2 separate regions of the Rattus norvegicus genome follow, and region 2 is linked to region 1. A link is a contact called in public Hi-C data. All regions are on one chromosome and are shown on one strand. The core of a region is the stretch at or near the end of the contact, and the rest is flanking DNA. Distances in the headings are between cores, read along the strand shown.

Evidence for each region. Hi-C and Micro-C count contacts between places; a contact is called where the count stands out from the background.
Region 2: a contact with region 1 is called in a Hi-C map of liver, with 1.9 times the contacts expected there. The contact joins the enhancer-like site here to the promoter of Mmab in region 1. A contact is called at or near these places in 2 of 12 Hi-C or Micro-C datasets (Schwann cells and liver).

The regions. Positions count from the first base shown.
Region 1 is chr12:47,816,348-47,824,128 of GRCr8, forward strand. Mmab (metabolism of cobalamin associated B) reads left to right here and starts at 3,410. Exons shown (of 9, transcript NM_001398937.1): 1 at 3,410-3,549; 2 at 4,672-4,733. The coding sequence starts at 3,434. It overlaps Mvk (mevalonate kinase), which reads right to left and starts at 3,156. Exons shown (of 11, transcript NM_031063.2): 1 at 3,062-3,156; 2 at 1,987-2,078; 3 at 928-1,075. The coding sequence starts at 2,064.
Region 2 is chr12:47,952,750-47,960,530 of GRCr8, forward strand. No RefSeq gene overlaps it. Among named protein-coding and RNA genes, the nearest start is that of Myo1h, 40 kb to the left of the region's middle. Within about 2 kb of position 3,667, at least 3 of the 93 cell types and tissues checked have an H3K27ac peak or open chromatin away from gene starts, as enhancers often do. A contact at or near this core is called in liver, where this site is marked.

The DNA of each region.
Region 1 (7,781 bases), core at 2,160-4,659:
GAACTAACTGTTGTCGTCGGTTGATTGCTCTTCCCGTAGACTTTCCTGCACCTTTCCACACTGGCTTCTATAAGTACATACACCGTTCCACACCTGTTTCCACACCTGTGACACCGTGGCACACCTGTGACAGTCAATCCTTTTGTCTCTTTTATCTTGTTTCATTTAATGTGGGCTCACGTAGCCCAGGCTAGCCTTGATCTTGCCATACAGCTGGAGCTGTACTTCTGATTCTCTGGCCCCCACCTCCCAAGTACTGGGGATACACTAATTAATATGGATAGGATTTAGAATCACCTAGGAGACAGAGCTCTGAGCCCGACTAGGAGGGCATTTCTAGAGAGGTTCAGCTAATGTAGGAAGACCCACTCTGGGTGTGTATAGCACCATCCCCGGAGTTCTAGACTGAATAACGGGGAGGAGTAGAGCCATTCTTCTCTCTCTGCTTCCTGACTACAGAGGGAATGTGACCAGGTACCTTACACTCCTGCCAGGAGCCCAATGGACTATGTGGCTCAAACCGAGAGCCACAATACATACTCAAGTTGCCTTTGTCATAGCAACAAGAAGGGTAACTAACTCAACAGCTTAACATTTTTACTCTACGGTGAGCCTGGAAGATCCACACACAGCAGTCCACAGAGATCCAGGGCACAGTTCTACATGTTTAAAACAAACTAGCTAGGTGTGGTGGAGCATGCACTTGAGAGAAAGAGGCAGGCAGATCTCTGTGAGGTCTGGTATCACAAACAAACAAAATTAAGTCCTGTACGAAGTGAATGAAGCCAATTTTCTGGGGTCGGAGGACAACATCGTTTTCTGGCTCCCCACAAGCAGCCTGAAGTAACCACTCTGTCTGTCACCCCTTCCCCACTTCCTTCAGGGGCCAGGCTCTTGTCATACCAGGCTCCCCCTCTTTGTACTAACCAAGAAAGCCTGTGTCCAGCAGCTGAAGTGTGGCCACATCCCAGACCTGCTTAATACCGACGTTTGGTAAATTGAGGCTCACTTTCCCATTGCTCTGCGGTCGCAGCACGAGAAATGTTCTCAAGTTCAAGGCCACCGCCAGAGCTACCTGCAAAATGAAGGGCAAAACTGGTAAGCCTGAAGGTGAGGGGCTCACGGGCCAGCGGCCATACGTTCTGGAAGTAAAGATGGGAGGATCCTGGGGGGGTTGCTGGCCGCCTACCCTCCCCCATCCCAACAAACTCATGTAAGATTATGAGAAGGGCTGGCTCAAAATCCGAGGTAAACAGTGCCTCCTGAGGAATGATACCTCAGGTTGTCTCTTAGCCTAGACAGGCAGACAGACCTCAGGTTGTCTCTTAGCCTAGACAGACAGACAGACAGACAGACAGACACACAGACACAGACACAGACACACACACACACCCGCACGCACGCACACACACAAGACCGTAAAGGATGAGGGTTGGAGAGGGTGTAATGTGCTTGGTCAAGTTACCAACTCTCTCCTAAGCCTCAGCTTTATCTACAAAATAGAAGACTACACATCCGACCTGGGTTAGGGCCGAGGTTTAAATGAGATAATACAAGTATGCAACACTTCTACCACACCATCTTTCCAATTCCTCAACACTGCAATGTTCCCAGAGTCCAGTTCTCTAAGCTCTTCCCCCTCCACCAACACTCACTTCCTGGGTGATTCCACCCAACCTGTAGGTTTTTTTTTTCCCGGAGCTGGGGACCGAACCCAGGGCCTTGCGCTTGCTAGGCAAGCGCTCTACCACTGAGCTAAATCCCCAACCCCCTGTTTTTGTTTTTTAATGATTTATTTATTTATCTTATGTATGTGAGTACACTGTCACTGTCTTCAGACACACCACAAGAGGGCATCAGATCCCATTACAGATGATTGTGAGCCACCACGTGGTTGCTGGGACTTGAACTCAGGACCTCTGGAAGAGCAGTCGGTGCTCTTAACCACTGAGCTGTCTCTCCAGCCCATCTCTGGGGAGTTTTTACCTTGCCATGGACCACAGCATGTTCTCCATGGAGAATGACTTTCCCTGGAGCAGACACCAGCAGGACTTCTGACAACATGGCTCCTGAGACTCCTGAAAGAAAAAGCAGCAGAGAGGAAAAACAAAGTTTCCTAGATGTTAGCTACAAACACCAGGAAGGTCCACACCTTTAATCCCAGCACTCAAGAGGCAGAGGCAGGTGGATCTCTTTGGGGGTTGGAGGCCAGCCTAGTCTACAGTGTGAGTTACAGGACAGCCAGCGCCATATAGAGAAACTCTGTCTCTTCGTGGAACTACCATCCAGAACTATGTACCAGGATGACAGGGCAGTGAGCCAGTCAGCTGGACAATGGAAAAAAATCTGGATTCAGACACTGGCCCTTCCGTCCCCAGCATGTCTTAGGAAAACTGCCATGAATCTGTTTCCCACAAATCAGCTAATAGAGACAACACTGAAGACTGATTCAAAGGACCAGAAGCAGCAGGACCTGTCAGTCTGGCAAAGTAGCATCTATACCACAGAGAGCTACAAGGTAATGACGGGACTATCCCTGCTGCTGGTAGAAACTGACATGACCTCCGAGTGCACGGCTCAGTCGTGGAATGCTTGCCTAACATGAGGGCGGTTATGCGTTTGATGGTATGGAAACGCGAGGTTTACATAAAATCTTGCAAAAGAAAGAATTCTTCCAGGACATGAGGCCACAACCAACCTGTCACAGTTATACACAAGGCTGCGGGGCTTACCTGTTACACCTCGTGTTGCACATTTAAACAATAACTTGTGCAAGGCAGAGTCTCACCAAGTGCTTTTGCTGGATTTATGGGTGCACGCATTTTACATTGTTATAAATAACGCAAAGTCACCCGGTTCAAGGCTTCACTGGAACTCCCTTGCACTGGCCACCCCACTGCATACTCAGTAGCCACCGAGACCCCAGTCTACCGGGAACTGTCCGACCTGAGGTCGCCGACCGCTGGGATCGAGAAAACTAAGACAGAGGACCGCGGCGCCCGGCCCAGGGTGTCCGGGACCCAACCCTCACATCACCCAACCCGCAGTCCAGGCCTCTCACCTGCCCCGGCCAGCGCCCAGGTGAGCCGAAACTCCGGCAGTAGCTCCCGGTCTTCTCCATATCAAAGGGCAGAGCCCCAAGGAGGCAGGCGTGTCTTCCTCCGGCCAATCAGAGAGCTTGAGTCGAGGTTCCCTTTACGGATTGGGTCGAACATTGACCAATGGGAATTTCAAACAAACGGAGATTGCCCCGCCTCTTTCTAATCGTCATCCAATGGGAAACAAGTCCCGGGGGTTGCCCCGCCCTGGTGCGAGTGCCACAGGCCAATAGGAAACAGCCATTGAGAGGTGGCGCGGCCGGCTGCGGGGCGGAGTCCTCCGCGGGCCTGGACGGGTGCCTGGTTGGGTCAGCCCTGGACGCGTTACCGTACTCATGGCTGTGTGGACCTTTGGGGGCCGCCTCGGCCTGCGCGGGCGTCTCGGCGGGTGCAGGCTGCTGTGTCCCCGTTTCCAGAGCTTTGGCCCTCAGGGTGGGGAAGACGGGGACAGGTGAGTTTCAGGCTGGGAGAGTAACTCAACACGAGGTGTGAGGAGAATAGTTATTTTGTTTCCGTGGGCATGTCACACTGATGACGTGTTCTCTGTGGCCTGACGTCATCGGGGTCAGCATGGCGTCAGAGGTCAGGATTTCCTGCACAAGTTTTAAGGCAGTCCAGCAGGAGTCAGTCGGGGCAGGGGATGTCTTTGTGGGTTTTGTCCAGCCTCCCAGGCAGTTTATTTGGATTACAATTAAGATACCAGGAAGACATGGTAACACTTTGAAACTTGCATCAGGATTTACAGATTACCATGAGCTCATAATCAACATTTCCGCTCCAGTCCTCTGACTTTCCAACAACCTTGAGAATTCACATTTTACTTTTAAGCTATACATCTAAGCTGTGCACTGTTTGAAAATGGAAGACTCCTGAGGGCTCTGGAGCAAGAACTGGGGATGTGGCCTGGTGGTACACTGTTTGCCTAGCTTGCCTAAAGGCTAGGGTTCAGGCTCAGGCCTCAAAAAAAAAAAAGTTTTTAAGTGAAAACAGCATTTTTGAAATTCCATTTTGACAGTGCCTTGACACTCAACACCTTAGAAAATGCAAGTGGCCTGGTTTTCTTTCCCCAAGAAGCCCTAACTTTGTGGTAGAGGGTTGGGGTTAGGGTAGACGAGAAGCAAGAGTTTGGGGAGGCTAATGGTCCAGGTCAGGTTTACAGTAGAAGAGTTTTGGATGTGAATCCCAGCCCAGTCTCTTCCTGGAGATCTAGGAGGCTGAATCTTTGTGGGCTCCAGTTTCCTCAAAGGAGAAGCTGAAGAGCAGTTCGAGGAGCTAGTGACTTTAGTCCACTGTGGAGCGTGGGCTACGTGGAGTGATTGGATAGTCCTTTTAGCCAGTATTTGTGAAGCATCTTCATTGAGACATGCACTACAGCACCCACTGTAAGGGTAGAGACAGGGACAAGAAGCTGTCTAGAAGGGACAGCGGGGAAATGGCTGACAAGAGATTGCCATCCCGAAGGCGGATAAGTGCTGCCACCGAGGTTGCAGGCCGAAAGCTGGGCATCACTCGCCAAGGCGCACCCCATAAACCGTCCTCACTTAACCATGTCTCTGTGTCTGTCTCTCATCAGACCGCAGCCATCCTCGAAGGCAGCCAAGGTCCTCAAGATTTACACCAAGACAGGAGACAAAGGTAGGCCGCGTTGCAGCCTCGAGACCGGTCTGAATTTACACCGTAAATGTGAAGCCACTTGAAAAATGCACTATTAAGTGTTCAAAACAAGTTGTAAGGAAGCCGGGCATGGTGCACACTTTAACCTCAGCACTCAGGAGCTGAGGTAGGAGAGTCACAAGTTCAAGACCAGCTAGGGTGACATATCCAACTCCGGGCTACACTACATAGTACAACTCTGTCTTGAATGAAGGGAATGACACGTTTCGGGGTTGGAAGTGGTAGAGTGCCCAGCTAGTATTCTGAAGGCCCTGTGCTCAACACCAGAACCAAAAAAAAAGCTAAAAACAGTGCAGGAAAAAAAACAAAACAAGGGGGTTGGGGATTTAGCTCAGTGGTAGAGCGCTTGCCTAGGAAGCGCAAGGCCTTGGGTTCGGTCCCCAGCTCCGAAAAAAAGAACCAAAAAAAAAACCCAAAAAACAGAAAAACAAAAACAAAATAGTGCAGGACAGTGTAAGGACTCTGGGTCACGGGTGAGAGAGATGATTCAGGGGTGAGCCTATTCCGTGCTTCCCAGCACCCAGAGTGGGTGGTTCAAACCTTCCTATAACTTCACCTCTAGAGGGATCCATTGTCTCTGAGCTCTGTGAACACTTGCACTCATGTGCATATACGTACATACACAACATGCGTACACACACACACACACACACACACACACACATACACACCATATCCTCTCTCTCTGCATAGCCCTGCCTGTCTTTAAACCTCATTCAGTAGACCAGGCCTGCCTCTGACTCCCATGTGCCAGGATTAAAGGTGTGCCACCACCACCCAGCCTAAATTTAAAAAATGTAGGGGGCTGGAGAGATGGCTCAGCGGTTAGAGCACTGACTGCTCTTCCAGAGGTCCTGAGTTCAAATCCCAGCAACCCCATGGTGGCTCACAGCCATCTGTAATGGGATCTGGTGCCCTCTTCTGGTGTGTCTGAAGACAGTAACAGTGTGCTCATATGCATTAAATAAATAAATATTAAAAAAAAATAAAAAGTAAAAAATGTAAAAAGAACTTTTTAGCCTATTTGGATTAAAACATGTAGCGGTAGACTTGGTGGCCCAGACATGTCCTGGTACTCTGGAGGCAGAGGCAGGAGGATCACAATAAGTCTAAGGCCAGCCTGGACTACATAGTGAGAGCTTATCTCTAAAGAAAAGAAAAAAATTGTGTATGTATAGTGAGTATGTGTGTATGCGTGCGTGCGTGTGTGTGCGTGTGCGTGTGTGTGTGTGTGTGTGTGTTTGTATGCCTGGACTACATAGCAATTTCTAGGCCAGCCAGGGCCACATAGTGAGACCTTTTCTCTAAAGAAAAAAATAATGAGTGTGTATTCAGATTTGTCTGAGAGGTTATCTCTTTGGGACTTTTAAAATTGCAATTTATTGTGTGTGTGCGTGCGTGTGTGTGTGTGCGTGTGTGTGCGCGCGTGCGCATGTGCGTGTGTGTGCGCGCGTGTGTGCGCGTGCGTGTGTGCGTGTGTGTGCGTGTGCGTGTGTGTGTGCGTGTGTGCGTGTGTGTGCGCGCGTGTGCGCGCGTGTGTGCGTGTGTGTGTGCGTGTGTGTGCGTGCGTGTGTGCGTGTGTGTGCGTGTGCGCGTGTGCGTGTGTGTGCATGTGTGCGTGCATGTGTGTGTGCGTGTGTGTGCGTATGCGCGTGTGCGTGTGCGCGTGTGCGTGTGTGTGCGCGTGTGTGTGCGTGTGTGCGCGTGTGTGCGTGTGTGGGCGTGTGCGTGTGTGTGTGCGTGCGTGTGTGCGTGTGCGTGTGCGTGGGTCATACATGTCTATATCCCAATGCATTTGAGGTCAGAGAACAGCTTGGAGAAGATGCTTCTTTCTTCCACCATCTAGTTCCCAGGGATTAACTCGGGTCATCAGACTTGGCAGCAAGTGTCTTTACCAACTGAGCCACCTTGCTAATCCTGAAAGATTTTATCTTTTTCTGGAAGCCAGGAGAGAGATTTGATTCGTGGGAGAGGGAAATACACAAGAGTTCACATACTTTTCTTCTATTTTTTTTTAATTGCCTTAATATTTATTAAATACCAGATATAATAGTGATAGAGAAATAGACAACTATGGTACCATTTTCTGAAATTTAAGACCCTTCAGATCGTTAATAGTGATTGTGTTTGGGTTATATCCTTTCATACTCAAGTACACACACACACACACAGGACATACTTACCCTCACTGAGCTGTATGCAAACAAAATGTCAGAATGTAAGTGTTTTGTCTGTCATGGGTGTGTTCCCAGAACGATGGAAAATGCTTAGAAGTGACAGGTGTCATATGGTGGTGTCAGTGCTACACCAGACAGGTTCAGGGACAGCCTCAGGTCACTCACAGATGGGGCACTGGGCTCACTATGGCCCAGCAGTGGAATCCCATAATAGCTGCTGGACAGGGTGAGGCTTATGCTGGCCGGCGCAGGGGCGGAGTCAGAGAAGGGGAGCTTCGTTCTGGATCTGACGAGGTTAGGAAGCAGGACTACTTCTGTAACTGAAGGCACTCGGTGATCTTTCTTAGAAGGTTGGAAAGACAGAGGGGTGCTGGGACTGTGACAAAGATGCATCTGCCTGGTCGCTTTTGCGTCTTTGGCTAAGACACATGACAGGAGCCAGGACACGCAGAGGTTAGATACCACAGGCGCCTTATTTCTTAAACAAGAGGCTTCGTTGGTGGTTCCTAAGCTAACAGCATGCCAGGAAGAAGAGGGATAACCTTGGTGGCAGTGACCAGAAGGATACTTCATGCTAATAGTGCGTAGACATACATGCAGATCAAACACCCACAGACAGGAAATAAAAAGAAAATAGTTTAAGTGTATCAGGGAAAAAAATCTTTAAACGTTTGCTTTACTTTGATGTGTATGAGTGTTTGCCTAAATGTGTGTTTATGCGACTCACACACGCCTGGTGCCTGTGGAGGCTGGAAGGAAGCATCAGATCCTAGAACTGGAGTTACTGAGGGTTGCAAGTTACTCTATGGGATGCTGGGACCTGAGTCTGACC
Region 2 (7,781 bases), core at 2,417-4,916, 140 kb after region 1:
AAGCTGTCCTCTGACCTCCACAGTCACACTGGGATACGAGTGACACCTGCCTCGAGACTCAGCCACATGAAGCTGTGATCGCAGCAACCAGCCTCGAGATAACCCTTGGAACCCAGATCCTGTTGCACCAATTTCTGGCTGCTAGAATTCCTACATCTTGCTCTGAGTGGTGACTCCCTACAGATGGGCATAGATGCAGGATTCACTGGACTGGCCTTTTGGGCCTATAGGTTAAGCTCTGATTTAAAAAAAAAAAAAAAAAAAGAAATAGTCCGAGGGCTGGAGAGATGGCTCAGTGGTTAGAGCGCTGACTGTTCTTCCAGAGGTCCTGAGTTCAATTCCCAGCAGCCACATGGTGGCTCACACCCATCTGTGATGGGATCTGGCGCCCTCTTCTGGTGTCTGAAGACAGCTACAGTGTGCTCATAAAATAAATAAATCTTTTTAAAATGTTTTAAAAAACAAACAAACAAACAAACAAAAAGAAGTCTGAGACCTTGCAGGGTTCTGAACCCTCTTTCCAAGTCCATGTACATGTGATTATCAGCTCACGGACCAGCTTCTGGGAGGCCCCGAAGCCAGCCAGACCTCACTGCTGCAATGTGGCCTCAGATACCTGCTGACCTCCAGTCTGTCACTTTGCCACTTGGAATATACGTCTGTAAAAATACGTCCTCACATGTAACAGATACACGTTAATTCCGAATGCAGCACCCCTCCCTCCCTTCCTTCCTTCCTTCCTCCCTCCCTCCCTCCCTCCCTTCCTTCCTCCCCATACCGTTCATGGCTACCTTCATGCTACAACAGATGGTATTTTAATTGAGGCTGTCTGGCTCACTGAGCAGAAGGTATTCCCTGCCCTGTCCAACCTGAGGAGGCCGAGGGTCCCTTCACCCAGGCCGAAGATCTGCACAACGCACTGTGTACTTGGTGTTTGTTTGCAAGCTTTATAAATGGCCGTCAATACACCCCAGGGCCCACCGGTGTGGTGCTTTGCTGTGGAACACCTGTGTCACCTCACTGTGTGAACACACCCCGGGTTAGCCATTCTATGAGTGGATAGGGAGCCCTCTCTAGGCTGCCTGGTGAGCCCAGTCTTCTGAGCAGGGCTGCTGGAAGTGTGTTTGTGTGTCCGTTGTATACCTCTGTGAATGGGCTGACACCTGACGCTGTAGCCCAGGCTGGCCTCAAATCCATGGCTATCCTCCTGCCTCAGCCTCCTGAGTTTTGGGATTGTGTGCTCTAGCATTCAGCCCTTGATTACATGACAACAGCCTTAGTACACAAGAGCCTGCGTTAGAGCAATGGTCATTTCCTAATGGAACCCCAGCGGGGCCGTGTGTGTGTGTGTGTGTGTGTGTGTGTGTGTGTGTTTCCAGTCACCCACGTCTCCACCCACACCCGGTGCTCTCAGATGTCGTTCTTGCCCATCAAGAGGCAGAACTATGGTAATTCTCTCAGGTGCTGAAATGATCACAGGGGATGGCACGGGGTGGGGAGATGGCTCAGAGGTAAAGCGCTTGCTCTACAATGTAAGGGCCTGGGCTGGGATCCTCAGTACACATCTGTAATGCCAGCCCTCTTACAACAAGACGGGAAGTAGAGATTCCCAAGAAGCTCACAGGTGAGCTAGCCTGGCACACACACAGTGCCTGAAAGGAGACCATGTCTCAAGGTGGAAAGAGGGGACACCAGAAATTGTCCTTTGACCTCCACGTGGGTGTCATGCTACATGCCCATGAATTCAGCCATATGCGCGTGCGCGTACACACACATACACACAAGTTATCCTGACATGCATTTTCCCACTGTTTGGGCTAACAATGCCATTCTCCTGAGGGTTGCCTTGACAGGGCATCCCCGGAGCATGTACAGAAATATCAGTGTACCTGGAAGTCGAACTGTATGTCCATGTATTTTCCAAATCTGCTGGAGTTGTCATTGCGGAGGGTCTTGGCATTTCCGAAAGCCTTTGAATGCAAATGTCACACAGAGTCACACTGGCTCACTATGCCTGGAGAGCCCCTGCCCCCAAATGACATGCTCGTGGGGGACAGTAGGGGGAGACAGGGAGGGAAAACACACTTTGTCTTCTAAAAAAAAAAAGACATTAAGTCCCGAAGATAAAGTTCTAATGCCAGACGGCTCAGCAGTTAAGAGCACTGACTGCTCTTCCAGAGGTCCTGAGTTCAAATCCCAGCAACCACACGGTGGCTCACAACCATCTGTAGTGGGATCCGACACCCTCTTCTGGTGGGTCTGAAGACAGCGATGGTGTACTCATATACATAATATAAATAAATATAAATAAAATAAATCTTAAAGAATTCTTTTTTTTTTTTTGGTTCTTTTTTTCAGAGCTGGGGACCGAACCCAGGGCCTTGTGCTTCCTAGGTAAGCGCTCTACCACTGAGCTAAATCCCCAGCCCCATCTTAAAGAATTCTAATGCTGTATTTGGACATGGGAAAAGCAGGGGAGAATCTCTGAAGAGATCGATTAGAAATGATCCTCGCTGCTGCCCTGTGACTCACAGTCTGTCCCCCCACCCCTCCTCACACCTAAGGGCCAGTTGCAACCCCCCTTACCCCAGACATCTCTTACAGTTGGGTCGGTCACCCAGGAGACAGTGACTTATTCTGTGTCAGCCAGTAAATTGGTCACAGTACAAAGGTCGATGACCCAGGTGATTCTGACTCGAGGGAAGTAAGTCACGTGTGCCTTGTACTTTACTCATCCCACGTGGTTTTGCCGCTCATCCCACTGGACCTCCAAGAACTCTGGAGGGTCCAGTACTCAGAACAGACACATTCCCTAGCTGGGGACACAGGCTCTGCATCCAAGGGCTTTGCTGAAGCCTGCTGGATCACATCCAAGCCTGCCTCCGCGGTCATATCCCTCGCCGTGGCAATGCCCGTGAAGCCCCTGTCCTCGGTAATCACATGCCAGCTTTTGCTGCCATACCCGGGCAGGGGACTGTTTTTGCTTGGGAGCTTCCTGGAGGCCACTCACCTCCAGGACTGGGATGGAGAGCAGCAACCTGTCCCGGGCTATTTGGAGCGACTCCGTCATGGGACAGGTCACTGCCAAGTACTGGAGGATCTTCTTGGAGGCCTCTGTCTTCCCAGCTCCGCTCTCTCCAGAGATGAGGATAAAGTGGTTGTTGAGCTCTGAGCACATCATGCGGTAAGCGTTGTCGGCGATGGCGTAGCTGGGGAAGGAGCGGACAGAAGCGTGTTGGTTCTCTGCGCTGATTGGCTCCCCCTGATTCTAATACCCGAAGAGACAAAAATCCCCTGCCTCTGGGAAGCGGCATCTAAGACTCAGAAAAAGCTCCTCTGCTGGGATCACCCGAGTGGCCTGCGACCGAGAGACAACACAAGGTAAAAAGCAAACGACGCGTTTCCCAAATCTACCCATGTGATGGTTGGTGGAACTTGACGGACTCTGGAACCACATGGGAGGTGGGGTCTCCCTGTGGATGACTGAGGCGAGGAGAAGGTCTGCCGACCACAGGCACTGTTCCCTGCCCAGGATCTGAACTGTGTGACTGGAAACAGAGAACAGAGCAGCAGTGAACCTTCAGCGCTCTCTGTGGGTACAGCTACCTTCTTAATTCCCCACCATGGTGAACTCTGCCCTTCAGGCGTCAGCCAGGATGGACCCGTTCTTCCCTAAAGCCACCTTTGTACTTGACCGCAGCGACAGAAAAGTAACTGAGACAACCTAGTTGATTTGCTCCTAGAGATTGAATCCTAAGGCTTTGTGCATCTCAAACACAGTGTGCCACCAAGCTACAATACAGTTCCTCCAAATTTCTTTTAAATACAATTACATTCCTTCTGGGAATACACCAGATGCTAACTTACACCCTTGTGGGACGGTCTACTCAGTGTAGACAGATACAGTATCTCGTCTGAGTATTCAACAGCTCCACGAATAGGATAAAATACTGTTTTCCCTTCTCTGAACACCTGGGGTACAGGCCAAACCAACGCTTAGAAACCCTGACCTCCTGTCACATGAGGTGAAGCTACCAGAAGCATTTTATTCCCAAATACAAACACAGCACTCGCCTGAGAGCTGGTGAGCTCAGGGCTCGGTGGTGGAACAACGCACAGTCCCCAAGAGAAACAAAATCTATGCATACCTTAAGAGGAATGGCTTAGCCTCCGAGACAGATAGGGCAGAAGAGAGCCACAAGTCCACAGCCGACCGAAGCACGAGGCTCGGCAAAAGCACAGCGTACAGGAAGACAGATGAGGAGAGAACAGACCCATAAGCCTCAGCAAAAGCTCGAGGCTCAGCAAAAATAAGCACAGTCTGCAGACTAGGCAAGGAATCGCTCAGGGTCCTGGCTGCAGTGGCGCGCTGGCACCAGTAGGTGGCACCACAGCAGCCGCATCCCAGAGGAGATTGCTCGCTAGTCACATACATTTCCCAGCTTGCACAAAGAGCCCTCCTCTTGCCCACTTAAGCTGAGATGCAAAAGTGACCCGCCAACATTTTCTGCAAAAGTCAGGATCTAAGGAAATCCATAATGGAGGATGGAAATCCCCGGGGGGATGGGAGTAAAGATGTGTGGATAGGTGGGTGGGTGGATGGGTGGGTGGATGGGTGGGTGGATGGATGGGTGGACGGATGGATGGATAGGTAGGTGGATGGATGGATGGATGGATGGATGGATGGATGGATGGATGGATGGATGGATGGATGGGTGGATGGATGGGTGGGTGGACGGGTGGGTGGATGGATAGGTGGATGGATGGACGGATGGACGGATGGGTGGGTGGGTGGATGGATGGGTGGGTGGGTGGATGGATGGGTGGGTAGGTGGATGGATGGATAGGTAGGTGGATGGGTGGATGGATAGGTAGGTGGATGGGTGGGTGGATGGGTGGGTGGATGAATAGGTGGATGGATGGACGGGTGGGTGGACGGATGGACGGATGGGTGGACGGATGAACGGATGGGTGGGTGGGTGGATGGGTGGGTGGATGGATGGGTGGATGGATGGATGGGTGGACGGATAGATGGATAGGTAGGTGGATGGATGGATGGATGGACGGATGGATGGATGGACGGACAGATGGATGGATGGACAGATGGACGGATAGATGGATGGATGAATGGATGGATGGACAGATGGTTGGGTGGATAGATGGATGGATGGGTGGATGGATGGGTGGATAGGTGGATGGATGGATGGACAGATGGGTGGGTGGATGGATGGGTGGATGGACAGATGGGTGGGTGGATGGACAGATGGGAGGATATGAAGGAAGAGAGAAGGATAAAATATAGAATGAGAAGAAAGGGGTTGGGATTTAGCAAGCGCAAGGCCCTGGGTTTGGTCCTCAGCTCCGGAAAAAAAAAAAGAAAAAGAAAAAGAAAAAAGAGAAGAGAAGAAAGGAAACTGGGCCCAGACCCAACCCTGGGAAAGCTACTCACACATGTGGTGGTAGTTCGAAGAAATTGACCCCTTGATAAAGCTCCATCTGGCTGGAGGTATAGATTCCCAGCTCCTGGTACGGATTCACAGACACGAGCAGCGTCCCGATATACGTCTGAAAGAAGGGACAGGATCGTATGTGAGGGATTGAGGGTACAACACACTCTGGCCCCCAGGCACCGACTCCAGGTTGGGGTGTGTGACCCAACAAATGTCAGGTGTGTGCTCTGCTGACAGGGAGCTTGTGTGCAGTTGGGAAACTTTGAGGAGTGGACATCTGTGCAGAAGTTTGAAGGAGAAAGCTTCAGTCATCCCGCAGGAAGTGAGCTTCAGGGTGAAGGGTCCAGGGGGAAAAGCTGACAGCCCTCAGCCAGTATAGCTAGACCAGGGGTGTCAGGAGCCGAGAGAAGGGAGAGAGGTTAGCAGAGAGCTGACTCTGGCTGCCCCATGGCCTCAGTTTGCAGGAGCAGACATTCTGTTCTGAATACAATGGGTGAGGGAGATGTGCTTTCTCCAATGAAGGGAAGACTAGCCTGCTACTATCTCCTGAGTGAATGTCCCTCAGTGGAGTGCCCAGTCTCAGTTAATGCCCCACAGTCCTCTCCGTGAGCACTGGCTGAACACGGGGGGGGGGGTGTGCAAGCTTGCTTATCAGCGCTCTACAACCCCACACGAGCTCCCCCTGCCAGCGCTTCTCCAGACTCTAGCTGCTCATCTTCGACCTACGCACTGACAAAAGACCCCTGGAATGCAGTCATAAACAGAGTGCCTAAGGTCTTAATGCCAAACCAAAATATGGGGGTCCCTCTGAAAATACACAGGGTGTTTTCAGTTTCTGAATTTGCTCTTTCACACCACAGAGGGGCAGGAGTCTCTATCACGCGGGCTCAAATCACTCCTATTAATGTCTCTAATCACTAGGGCAAAAGTCAGCTGGAGAGCCGGAGCAGAGAGAGGAGTGTTTGGATTAAAAATCAGAAAAAAAAAAATCAGAAAAACGCCATTCATTTAATCAATGCCATCAGTGACCTTGAGGTCTGAAAGGGTCCCTGAAGTTTCTACACTGAAACTGGCCTAACCCTGATGGCTCTGTTACCCTGTGTCATTTACATTTTGCTTGTACAGAAAGTTTGCTTGTTTGTTTCCATTTTTTTTCTTTTTTTCGGAGCTGGGGCCCAAAGCCAGGGCCTTGCACTTGCTAGGCAAGCGCTCTACCGCTGAGCTAAATCCCCAACCCTGTTTGTTTCCATTTTTACAATTAAGGGTGATAACTCTGAAACTCAGTGGATAGAACATACACTTTAAGAAATATTCTTTTCTAATAACCTTGGTTTCAATACATTGAAGTATAATGTATGTTATTATAGTATGCATAATATATCTAAGTATACATATATAATATATATTATTTTATGTTATGATTATATACTAATATAAGAAATATATTTTTCTCATAAAAAGACAAATATTTTTGTTTCTGCTAGCGATCCAACCTGAGGTCCTGTGCAGGACAGGCAGGACAAAAGCAGTCTTTTAGTAAAAGATTTGCTTTCTTGGTCCTGGAAGACTTAGTGATACAGAGACAATCTGATCTCATATTCCCTGTCTGGTATCTAATTCTCCTTGTTCCAAAAGATTCCTTTAAAGAATCCCCCTGTCCCAGCTTTTGCTCAAAGACGGCTGGGACAGTGTGTCTCCTCCAGACTTGGCTATTAGCCCGTTCCTGTCTGTGGGGATTGGCTGAGAGGAAGGCTCTTGACCCAAGACAGGCCAGTATGAGCCAGCACCTGATCTGGTCCACCTAGGGACAACTCCTGGAAGATGCTGCTTCCCTTCCTGTAAGAGGAACTGGCTGTCATCCTGCCACTCAGCAAAGAACAGTTACACCAGGAGGAACCAGCCTCCGAAGAGGGCAGAGCAGCGGCTGCCAGCCCGAAACCCTGTCCCTATCTTCCCAACCCATGAAGATGAGGGAGCATCCTGTGGCTCCTGTCTGTCTCGGTGGGTGGAGAGCGCCCCCTACAGGCCATTTGTGGCTATGTCAGTAGTGAGGTCATTCCAGGTCGTCCAGGCTGTGCACAGAGAGGGACGTCGGACACACAGACAGACAGTAAAGGCAGCTGGGTAACGGCTACTGTACATAGATGAGGTTCTCTCTGAAACGCTTGCGAAGATTCTCCAGGAAGGCGGATTCGCTGGTGTAGGCGTCCAATAGCACAAAGTCCTGCACTCCGACCTTGTCCCTGGCGGTGAGCGCCCCTTCCATGTGCAGGCGGATGTGTTTCCTCCTCACCTCTTCTTTCTGTGGGGAACAGAGCAGTCCTCAGCAGT